Regions from separate parts of the Columba livia genome. Here region 2 is linked to region 1. The links are chromatin contacts, called in public Hi-C maps. All regions are on one chromosome and are shown on one strand. The core of a region is the stretch at or near the end of the contact, and the rest is flanking DNA. Distances in the headings are between cores, read along the strand shown.

The links. Hi-C and Micro-C count contacts between places; a contact is called where the count stands out from the background.
Region 2: a Hi-C map of crop shows a contact between it and region 1, with 2.6 times the contacts expected there. The contact joins the enhancer-like site here to the promoter of ZIC5 in region 1. A contact is called at or near these places in 2 of 2 Hi-C or Micro-C datasets (crop and liver).

The regions. Positions count from the first base shown.
Region 1 is chr1:57,172,531-57,178,065 of bColLiv1.pat.W.v2, reverse strand. It overlaps ZIC5 (Zic family member 5), which reads left to right and starts at 2,710. Exons shown (of 4, transcript XM_065057684.1): 1 at 2,710-3,182; 2 at 3,184-3,262; 3 at 3,265-4,153. The coding sequence starts at 2,854.
Region 2 is chr1:57,305,752-57,310,717 of bColLiv1.pat.W.v2, reverse strand. It overlaps PCCA (propionyl-CoA carboxylase subunit alpha), which reads right to left. Exons shown (of 24, transcript XM_065057776.1): 8 at 1,122-1,158. Among named protein-coding and RNA genes, the nearest start is that of PCCA, 82 kb to the right of the region's middle. Within about 2 kb of position 1,872, at least 2 of the 3 cell types and tissues checked have an H3K27ac peak away from gene starts, as active enhancers do.

The sequences.
Region 1 (5,535 bases), core at 1,461-3,960:
GACGTACATTAAAAACCGTTGTTTGCAAATGGTGTTCATGATCATTAGCATACATTTACATAATGCATCCTACAGCACAACATTCTACAGCTAAAAACATCCCCTAAAGCCGATAGCCCGAGTTCGGTTTCTGAAGGAACATTTACGAAATATATCTGAGGGCTTCCAGGCTTTTACCCCGCCTCCCCCGGTGTCCCTTGGCGCGTTTGCCGGCCAGCGGGGCACGGCGGGAGGGCTCTGCAGCCGGCTCCGCCGCAGGAGCGGGGCGCAGGGCCGACCCCCGACGGGCGATGCTGGTGGTTTGTGGCGGGGGAGAGAGGCACCACCCGCCTCCCTCCGTCGCAGCCCCCCAGCGCTGCGGCAGCCTGGGCCTGAGCTGGGGTCGATGAGCTAATGAGTTCTAAAATCTTCGCGGCTTTCTTGGAGCTGGCACCGTTCAAAAAGCAACCCGGCCCGGGCAGTCACCTTCGCTTCGTGGCGTCCTAAAAGTAGGCGAATTTCCACGTAAGTGTCGGCCAAACCCTCTCTCCCCACAGTCTCAGGTCAGTTGCCTATTACCCAGCTATAAAATATTTTCTTTGTTTTATAGCCCCTCATAAAAAGAAATTGATCGGGGGGATATATTTGAATTAAGACATATTAAATCGATGACAGATACGTATCACGCTGCGTTTAACAAGAGCGGGACGAGGAGGCGTGCGCAAGGTACCGTGTAGCCTCGATGCTGTCGTTCACCTCCATAGCATCCCCCATGAAACCATTACATATAGCAACACCGGTCCAGAAACCCGCCCGGAATTTGGGAAGCGCGGGGAACATTGTTTATATGCGAGTATATAAAATATACGTATATAAATACATGTATAGGCTAGTTTGTGAGGAGAAGTTTTTACTGTGCAATAAAAACATCGAGCAGCCCCTTTTAAAACCAGAGGATTATTTATTCTCGTTCCTTGCCTTGCAGCATCACTGACACCACCCCCCCCCCCCCCAGCCAAGCGAGCCTGGAGCATCGGTTCGGCTCCTGGGAGGGGGGGGGGACACAGGCGGCTCTCGGTCCTCCTTGCGGGGGAGGAAGCCTGGACTCCCCGCGGGGCCGGCTCCTGCTCTACAGTCCCTACCCCAGTTTTAGCAAGCAGCGGGCCAAATCCTGCGAGTTTTCCTCACGTGAGTAGCGAGGGGAGGGAGGAGGGGAGAGTTGGAGCCTGGCCCAGGAAATGCCGAACCAGCAAGGGGCTTCCTTTGAACGTGGCTCGGCAAAGGGCAGAGGCGAGGATACGCAGATGTGCTTTGGTCAAGGGGATTAGTTGGTCGGGGAGGGCCAGGAGGTGTGTGTGGAGGGGTGTCCGCTGGCATCCCCCGCCCCGTTTCCTCTCCCGGCGTGGCGGAGTAGTGTCCTTCGCTGCCCCGCTGACTGGGAAGGGCAGGCAGCCTGCCTGCAGTTTCTTAAGAGCGCGGGAGCGCCAGGCGTTCCCAGGGGGACCAGCAGCCTAAGGAAAGCAGATGACATATCAATAAAGGCCACGTCTCCTCCCGCAGCTCCAGAGAAAAGTCAGGGCAATGCTCCTTTCCCCCTCTTCGGTCTGCAGGGAGAGTCCCGGCCCTGCCTTTTCGGCGTCCCCAAACGCCAGCATCCTCCTTTGTGCAGAAGAGGCAGTTTTGACGCTTCACAAAGCACTTCACTTTCGAGGACCAACACACTCCGCATCCCAGGGACGCTCACATCACCCTCCCCCCCCCGCCCCCCCTTAGTGTACCCCCCACTTTCCCTGCTTTCTCCCTCGAAGGCAGCAGCTCCTGGCAGACATCCCCCAGATGGAGACTCTCTCATTTCCAACCTTACGGCCCCCCTCCATCCCTGGCATCCCAAAAGCGTCGAGGGTCTGTGTAACTGGAGCGATTTCATCCTTATTTTGCCATTGTCGAATTAGGTTTGAGATGGAGACAGCTGCCTGGGGTACGGCTGATGGCCCCCCGAGAGGCATGGGCCGGCTGTCCCGACCGGGCGTCCTGGGAAGGGCCTGCGGGGCACCTCGGGAGGAGGAAGCCCCAAAAGCAGGTGGTGAATGCGAGCTTCCCAAACTTCTTCCTAATAATATGTGCTGCAGCTTTCCCGAGGCTGCTTACTAATTTTCTGAAGTAAAGGAATCCCCCCTGCCTCCCCCGCTGCCGCCTTCTTTTTACGAAAACATTGGCTGCCTTCCCCTAGTATTGCCTTCAGTTGCCCACCTTAGGCACGAGTACACACAGCCTCGGCCTCGCGTGGGTGTGGGGGTGTGTGCGTTGCATCAGGGCGTGCTTTCCTGCCTCATCGCTGAATGAATGATGGCCAAAAAAAAAAGGAAGCCGAGCGCTGAGCCCGGCAGCAGCCCTGCTCGTGGGCTGCTCCCAGCCATAGAGAGAAATCCCGCAGCCCCGCAAACGTAAACACGGCGGCGCAGCGGCTCCGAGCAGGGTGCCCCGTCCAGCGCCGGGGGAGCGGCAGCTGCTGCCCGCTGCTGCCCGCTGCCGGCGGGGGGGGGGTGGGTAGCGGGTGCGCCCCGTCGGGCCCCGCGCGAAGTTTTGCAAGTGCAACTTCGGGGGGCGGCGCGGACGGGAGGGGGGATGTGGGGGGCTGCGGGGGCGGATCCCTGCTGCGCCGGCGGCCTGAAAGGAAGCCAATCGCGGCGCCCCAGCCGCTGCCAATCATCGGGATCCGTCCAATCCCTCCGGTGCCGTGTCCAAGCCGTATTTCCCACCGCGCCGCTGAAGTGTGGTGAGGGCTCTGCCAATCGCGGGCGGCCAGAGCGGGGCCGGGGATGCGCGGAGTTAGGAGCGCAGACAAAAGAAGTTAAAGAGCCGCTTAATATATACATGTTTTTGAAGGCGGGTAGAGGGAAAAAAATAACAACAGCGAGCGTAGATGGGCTTGGCTGTGTCGTTATGGAGCCCCCTTTGAGCAAGAGGAACCCGACACTGAGATTAGCGGATTTGGCAGCGGCTCAGCCCCATCCTCACCAGAACATGACAGGCTTCCCGGGGCTGGGGAACCACCACGTCCACCCCCACCACGCGGCCCACCTCCACCCCGGGGACGCGGGTGGCGACCCTGGCGGCGCCCTCACGCCGCTCGGACCCGAGCACATGGCGCAGCCCGCCGCCCTCAAGCTCACGCCCGAGGCGCTCACCGCCGCAGCCGCTGCCTTCGCCGCGCCCGCCGCCACCACCACCGCCGCCGCTGCCGCCGCCACCGCCGCCGCCGCCACCACCGCCGCCGCCTACGCGCCGCCCGCAGCCGCCCTCCCGGGCTACCCGTCGGGGGGGGCGGCAGGCCGGGACTTCCTCCTGCGGCGGGAGCTGCCCGCCGCCGCCGCCGCCGTGCATGGGGCGCTGGGTGAACAGCACCCGCCCGCCAGCTCCCCCCACCTCCCGCACCCGCCGCCCCACGGCGTCTTCATCTCGGCCGCCGGCACTTACGGGACGGCCGACGGGACGCACGCCGCATTCCCGCCGCCGCCGCCAGGCGAGCAGGGCGCGCCCCCCGGCCGCCATCCGCCGCTCAACGGGCAGATGCGCTTGGGGATGGCGGCCGCCGCCGGGGAGCTCTACGGACGCGCCGAGGCGCACTACGGGGCCGCTGCCGCCGCCGCCTCCTCCTCGGCGTTGCAAGGTTACGGCTCCGTCAACCTCAACCTGGCAGCGGCGGCGGCGGCCGGCCACGGGCACCCGCACCACCCCCACCACCACCACCATCATCACCACCACCACCATGCCCACGTCGGGGCGGCGGCGGCCGCGGCCGGAGCTTTCTTGCGGTACATGCGGCAGCCCATCAAGCAAGAGCTGATCTGCAAGTGGATCGACCGAGAGCCTCCTCCTCCGCCTCCTCCTCCGCCACCGGGCGCTAGGAAGCCTTGCTCCAAAACTTTCAGCACGATGCAGGAGCTGGTGAGCCATGTCACCGTGGAGCACGTCGGCGGGCCCGAGCAGAGCAGCCACGTGTGCTACTGGGAGGAGTGTCCCCGCGAAGGCAAGCCCTTCAAAGCGAAATACAAACTCATCAACCACATCCGAGTGCACACGGGAGAAAAGCCCTTCCCCTGCCCCTTCCCCGGCTGCGGGAAGGTCTTCGCTCGCTCCGAAAACCTCAAGATCCACAAGCGGACTCATACAGGTGGGTGCTCCCCCCTCCCCCCAGACTCCTCTGTAAGCCTTTTCTTCCTTTTTCTTTCCTTTTTTTTTTTTTTTTTCACATTTCCACCTCTTTTCCTCCTCTCCTACGCATCGTCGAACATGTGACTTTTTCATGAATAAGTAATTCGGCAGCACACGGGCCACGCACAGACAGTCACGCACAGACAGCCACGCATAGACAGACAGCCGCGCACATGCACCCGGCCCCCTCTCCCCTGCACACACGTGTTCCTCCACCCCCCCTACACCCCACATCTTGGGCAGCTCTCTCCCCACCCCCTCCGCCACCCACCTCCCCACACCCCGGCACCAGTGGATAAATACGACGATTAATAAATAACCCAGTGTCCAGGGGGAGATAAACAGCAAGCCCTGCGGAAGAGCGAGGAGAGGATGCGCGCCCGCACGGCTCAGCGCCCACCGACCGGGCCTGGGGCACCCCGGAGGGCTCACCCCGCTGCTGGGGAGAGCTGCGCGGTGCCCCCCTCCGCGAAGGACGGTTGTTCTGCTTTTCCTGCCGGTTCTACCGGCGAGGACGGAGCCTGGCAGGGGGGCGCTTGGCCCGGTGGAGATGGGGCCTCAGGGGCTCTTGGGGGCGCAGTTCCCTTGCGCTGCGGGCGGCGGCGGCGCGGCGCTTGGGGCTGCCGGGGCTACCTAGCTGCTCCCGCTACCGGAGCTACCCCCGCTGCCGGGGCTGGCGCTACTACGGGGCTACTGATGTTGCCGGCTGTGCCCCGCTGCCGGGGCTACCGATACTGCCGGGACTACCGGGGCTGCCCCTGCCGCCGGGGCTACCGGTACTGACCCCGCTGCCGAAGCTGCCGGTGTTACCCAGGCTGCTCCCACCTCCGGCGGTACCTGCGGAGCCGGGGAGGAGGGCGCAGGGCGGGAAAGGCGCTTGCCGGAGGACGCTTTTCTCTGTGGATCTGAGGAGGAAACTTCAAAGCAGCCACGGCTGCCTGGCGGGGCTTCGCGGAGCGGGAGCTGCTGGAGGAGGGAGCGGCACCGCTGGTGGATGCCCCGGGGGACAGGCCCGGCCCGGTGCTGAGCTCCTGGAGGGGCTTAGGGTGTGTTTGAGCCTTTGAGTTTTTTTCTTTTCTTCCCCCCTCCCCCCATTTATTTTTCCCTTTCTCCTCCTTTCTCGCCATCCCTGAAACACGCATTTCGATCTGGGTGTAAAAACTCTTGCCGAAAACGAACGAAGCCGGGATTTATAGTAGTAGACAAATATTATTCCTCGGAGGACACTTAAGGAAGTGGAGTTGCCGTAATTGCTTTCTTGATTTATTGTGTGCTGCTCGGGAAGAGAAAAGCGGCGACCGTGCAACGTGTTGTTCCGATGTAAAACCAAATGGCCCATGG
Region 2 (4,966 bases), core at 623-3,122, 130 kb before region 1:
CTCTAAATGTTCCAGTTTGGTTGATAAACTATTCACTTTTTTTCTGCTCCCAGGACAGTGATCAGTAATCACTTGCTACCCCAAGAGGGACATACAGGTTGATGCACAGAAACACTGACTTCAGTTGCGCCAGCCTAAAAGCCAGCCAAACCTACACTGAGGGGTTACAGGGTAGTTAACCAGTGCAGAGTACGAACCCCAACTTAAACTGAAAGTAGAAGGGTGTTATGCTGATGTAAAGTCTTCTGCAGCAGTGCAAGTCCCAATTTCTATTTGGCATGTGAGGCACAGCTATAGCTTTTGACACAGGTGAGATGTATTTGTAGCTAGAACAGTAAGAGAAGCTTCAAATGTAGATACATCCTTTGAATTGCGTACCTGTGATGAACCTAAATAGCTTATTGTGGCTAATGTCTCAAAATTAAAATGCAAAAAAGCCTTAAGAAAAATCTTACTGCATTGGATTCTTCTTCTAGAAAGCATTTAAGAACATGTGTAATTTCAAACATATGGTTAAATATTTTCCCCAATATTAAGCTTTAGTAAATAAAAGCCAAAACTCATTAAACACATATTACACTTAACCTTAATCAAAGTGAGTTCCAGACAGTTTGCTGGTTGCTCTTTTCACAATTCTGTGAGACATTCAGAAGCTGAACAGTAACTTTATTCCAGAAAGCACAGAAGAAAGCCTGGTGGTCTGGATGATATTCAAGCTAATTGCTGTCTACACAGTGATGAAGAATGAAGATTGTAACATCACTGGTGTCAGCTTCCATATAAAGAGAAATGTGCCATGCCTAACTTCTGACTATAGTGTCCAATTGCAGATATACCTTGAAATAACTCCTTTAGTGAGCCACTCATTACTGCGTATTATGCACATTCCACAAACCGTGGCTGCACTTGTTCTGTGAAGTCCAGTTTGTAAAGATAAAATGTGATGATTTAAGAGACAGGGTGTTAATGTCTAGATTCTTCCAGCCCTATAGGCAACAGGGAACTTAAAAACTATTAAAACATTATTTGTTCTATAGGGATTACTTATTACACATTCAATTTAGTCAACCATGTCTGCTGAGAGGCACACAAATCCCACCATAGCTAATTTAAGAACTTACCAATTTCCCTTGCAATTCTGACAGCTTCATCTGCATCCTGTAAAAGCAGGAAATGAGACCCAACGTTAATCCCATCAGCCACTGCACTGTGTCCTGAGGGCAGTCATATATTGCACTACTGTCTCCTCTGATTCATTTAATGTTTGATTTTACAACCTTCTGACCCTTTTCAGCCAGAGGAATGTAAAATTAATACCATAAGTGGAATGTAAATTCTACCTCATCATTAGTATACTGAGAAACTCAAAGCAACGAGGAATCAGCTGACAGGAAACACAACCAAGATCGCAAAATGATTTTCTGCAGTTGTAGGAATTTAATGCTAGAATGTAGAAGTTTACAGTCAATAATGGATCATAAATCAGATCGTTAAAGTTTGTCCACTGCCAGTTTGTTTCTGTCCTCACAGGTATTTCTTGTGTTTTCCTGGTTGTTGTCAGTAGGGGGAGTTGATTCTCTATTGTTTGGTTCAGAAAACTTGCAGAACTACTTTAAAGACTTTTTTTTCGGTCTACAGAAGAAAGAATATAAGCATTTCACTTTTGTAAGTATTTCATTCTAAAGACAGAATAAACCTTAAATGCATCACTTTAAACCACATCTGAAATGAGAAAAAAAAATCACATAATTGTTTCCCTCTAAAATGAGTCCCACACATTACTAGTGTATGAAAATTAGAACAGTTCCTTTGTTGATGCCACCTATTGCTTCAGCTGACCCCCACCACTATTAATTGCTTACTACTTAAGGAAATCTCTTTTCCTGCAGTAGTTAATTGTGGTTTCTTCTATTGATAACAATATAATTCCATCATCTAATACTTGAAAGGAAAAGAGTTAAGTTACAGTGGCATGGGTTAAGTTTGAAAATTCCATCCAAATTTGCTAATATTTATACTATTTCAGGACACGCATTAAAACATTTGTATGGAAGGTAGTAATGTCTGGAAACCACCAGCTGCTAAGTGTGTCTGAAACTATGGGGGCTGACTTATGAACATTAAAATGAAACCTGATATTTTTAAAGCTTTCAAGGCAATCCATTTTAAAAACACACAGGTCAGAACTTAAAAAAAATACATAAGAAATGTTCATACCTGGTTCATTTATGTCTGATAATAAAACAAAATCCTCTTTAAAAGTCTTCAGTACCTAGTAACAGCCCCATGAAGAATAAGGGGGCTGGCAGGGGAAGTTGTCAGAAAATTTAATTTCCTTTCATTAGCTAGTCTGCTCCACAAATCGGTGCTTGTTAAGTTCAAAGCAGTCCTGAAAACAACATCAGTTTTAAGTCTTTTTACTCCAGTCACATCTGTTAATGAGATTTTTCCAAATAACAATTGTTTTTAAGTCAAGAGAAATCTAGGAAAAAGCCTTGCACCCTTCCCAAAAAAAGAGGGGGAAAAAAAAAAAAATCAGGGTTTACTGTTTTATTACACCTTGCTGCTTTCCATGACCCTGCACCCTCCAAATTTTAGCTTAAAGGGATAAAATGCATGAAAAGGGTCATTTAAGAATGTTAGTGGTTTCCACACATTGAGTTTGAAGGTTCTTTGTTCCTGCCTGTGACAGTTATGCGAGAATACTTCCCCTTAATAGCCTCTCTGTCAGGAAGTGTTAAACCTGCCAAATGCAGACAATTAGAGCCTCTTGAACAAAATGCAGGAAGAGTGATGACTGATGAAGAGCCACGATTATAGTGGAGAAGGAAACTTTTACATTTCTTTTCTCTTGCAAATTTACTCATATATTTGCAAAATAGAGTTAAGAGGGGGGAAGCAAACAGGGTGATTTTTTTTTCCACTTAGTTACCTGCAAACAAGTGGCTGATACGTCGCAGCCCACTGGAAGACAAGCTGCAAATCATTACAGAGGAACTTTTCCCTGCCACTGTATTTTTACACACGCATACAACTTGAAATAATAAGCGGTATTGTGTCAGCAGCTCTAATTGTCTCAGTTCTGGCTTGAATAGACTCAAGTCATCTGCCCAGCACAGTTATTAATTTACACTATTTTAACATCTGTTTCTTTTACAGTTCTAATGTCTTAGAACCCAAACTCTAAAGATACAAAAAAACCCCATTCAAATTCTTTAGCCTTCAAAGAACATTTCTGAAATTTAAAAAAATGCTGAACTTTAAAGAAAAAAAAAAACCACTCAACAAATAAACAAATGACATTGAATTTTGGTAAGTCTTTTGATCTTTTTCCCTAAGAAACTATGTTTTTTAGGATCACTTGCAGCTTCCATAAATACAGCAGCAGTTCAAGCACTCATAAAAAAGGTAGGACAGTTATTTTAGATTTTTAGTGCAAAGAACTTATGATAGATACACAACATTTGCCATAGGGAGGCAAAAAAACCATAATGCTATAGAGACTGCATAATACAAGTTTATATGTGCAAAATATAGGAAAGTACATTGGTACTAAAAGGATTTTGAATTATTTTTTAAAAGCCCAAGTCCTCAATGTTTTACTGCTATTTCCTCCAAAAACACACTAGATACACTACCATTTTCCCAAAATAAACAGCAGATTGTAAAGAAATACATAACTTTAGCACCACCTTTTATTGTACAAATAAAAGTGCCCAAGTAATAGTACAAGCTCATAAAAATAATGAGTTATAAAATGATGTCAGTGTTTTCACAAATGGCTGTTTTCATTAAGTTAAAGATATAAATACTCAATCTAGCATCAGAATTTCTAATCTCCTAACTTCACATACATGCCTCTCTGCCAGGTACCAGCAGGTGGAGACAAAAAAGTGAACCTATTCTGATGTCGAGGAATGCCAAGATGAAGCTGTTGAAGAGACTCCTAGAGCTGTAAGACACTGTATTAATTATGAAGAGCTATATAATAGTTTTCAAGGCTGAGGGTGTTGGGCTTAGAGAAGCTCCAGCTCACGTCTTGTCTCCAACAACCTCTAGAGTAATATAGGGATCATTTAATAACAGTCTCAACAGTGCAGTGCAAGACTACAGCCAAAACAGGTACCTGAAACTTAAATACAATACATTCATAGCCTTGCTGAAAACCTTCAACATGTCTACTGACATCAGTGAAACTCAGACACCCAGACACACTCACCTTCTGGGTTTACACCCACAATGTTCCATGGGCGATAAAAACAAACCCGCTATACATGGTGAAACGATATTTAAAAGAACACCATACCACACACACTTTCTTCCCTTGCCATTCCTTTGCCTGCTTTTCACCATGACATCTTGTACTCATTCCTCAGCCTCCACTTTCTTCCTGTCACTTGTTCCTCTTTACTCATTTACATAGAATACATCTCCACTCTAACTTCAGACACTGCTCACATGGATTAACACATTCTTTTAACTAAGACTGTTTACCACTATCTGCCCCAATCAGGTTTTAGGATACTAATTGTACTTGCAGATTTTGAAATTAACTACTTTCTAATACTTTGTTGGTGCTCTAGCTGACAGCACCAAGACTCAGGCTCTTTACATAGGTAGACTCTTGCCCAGACAACCGAGAAACTGAACCAGGGATGAGAAGAAATACTGTTTGTCAATCTACCCCTCTCCACTCTCACTCCATGTCTTTCCATTCTCAGTTTCATATTTACTACATCATTTACCTATATGCAAATATTTAGCTGTGTGTTACAACAAGCATCCTCCTCTTCTATCCTTCCAGGTCCTTAAGTAAAATGTTGAAAGGCTTCCTTCTCTTAAATTTCTATTTGCTGGGCATTTTTCTGCATGCAACTTCTCCAATAAGTTATTACAAAAGCCTAGCAACTCCAGTGTCTACTATGTGTAAGTTATAAGCAACATAAGAGGGGGAAAACAGCCTTTA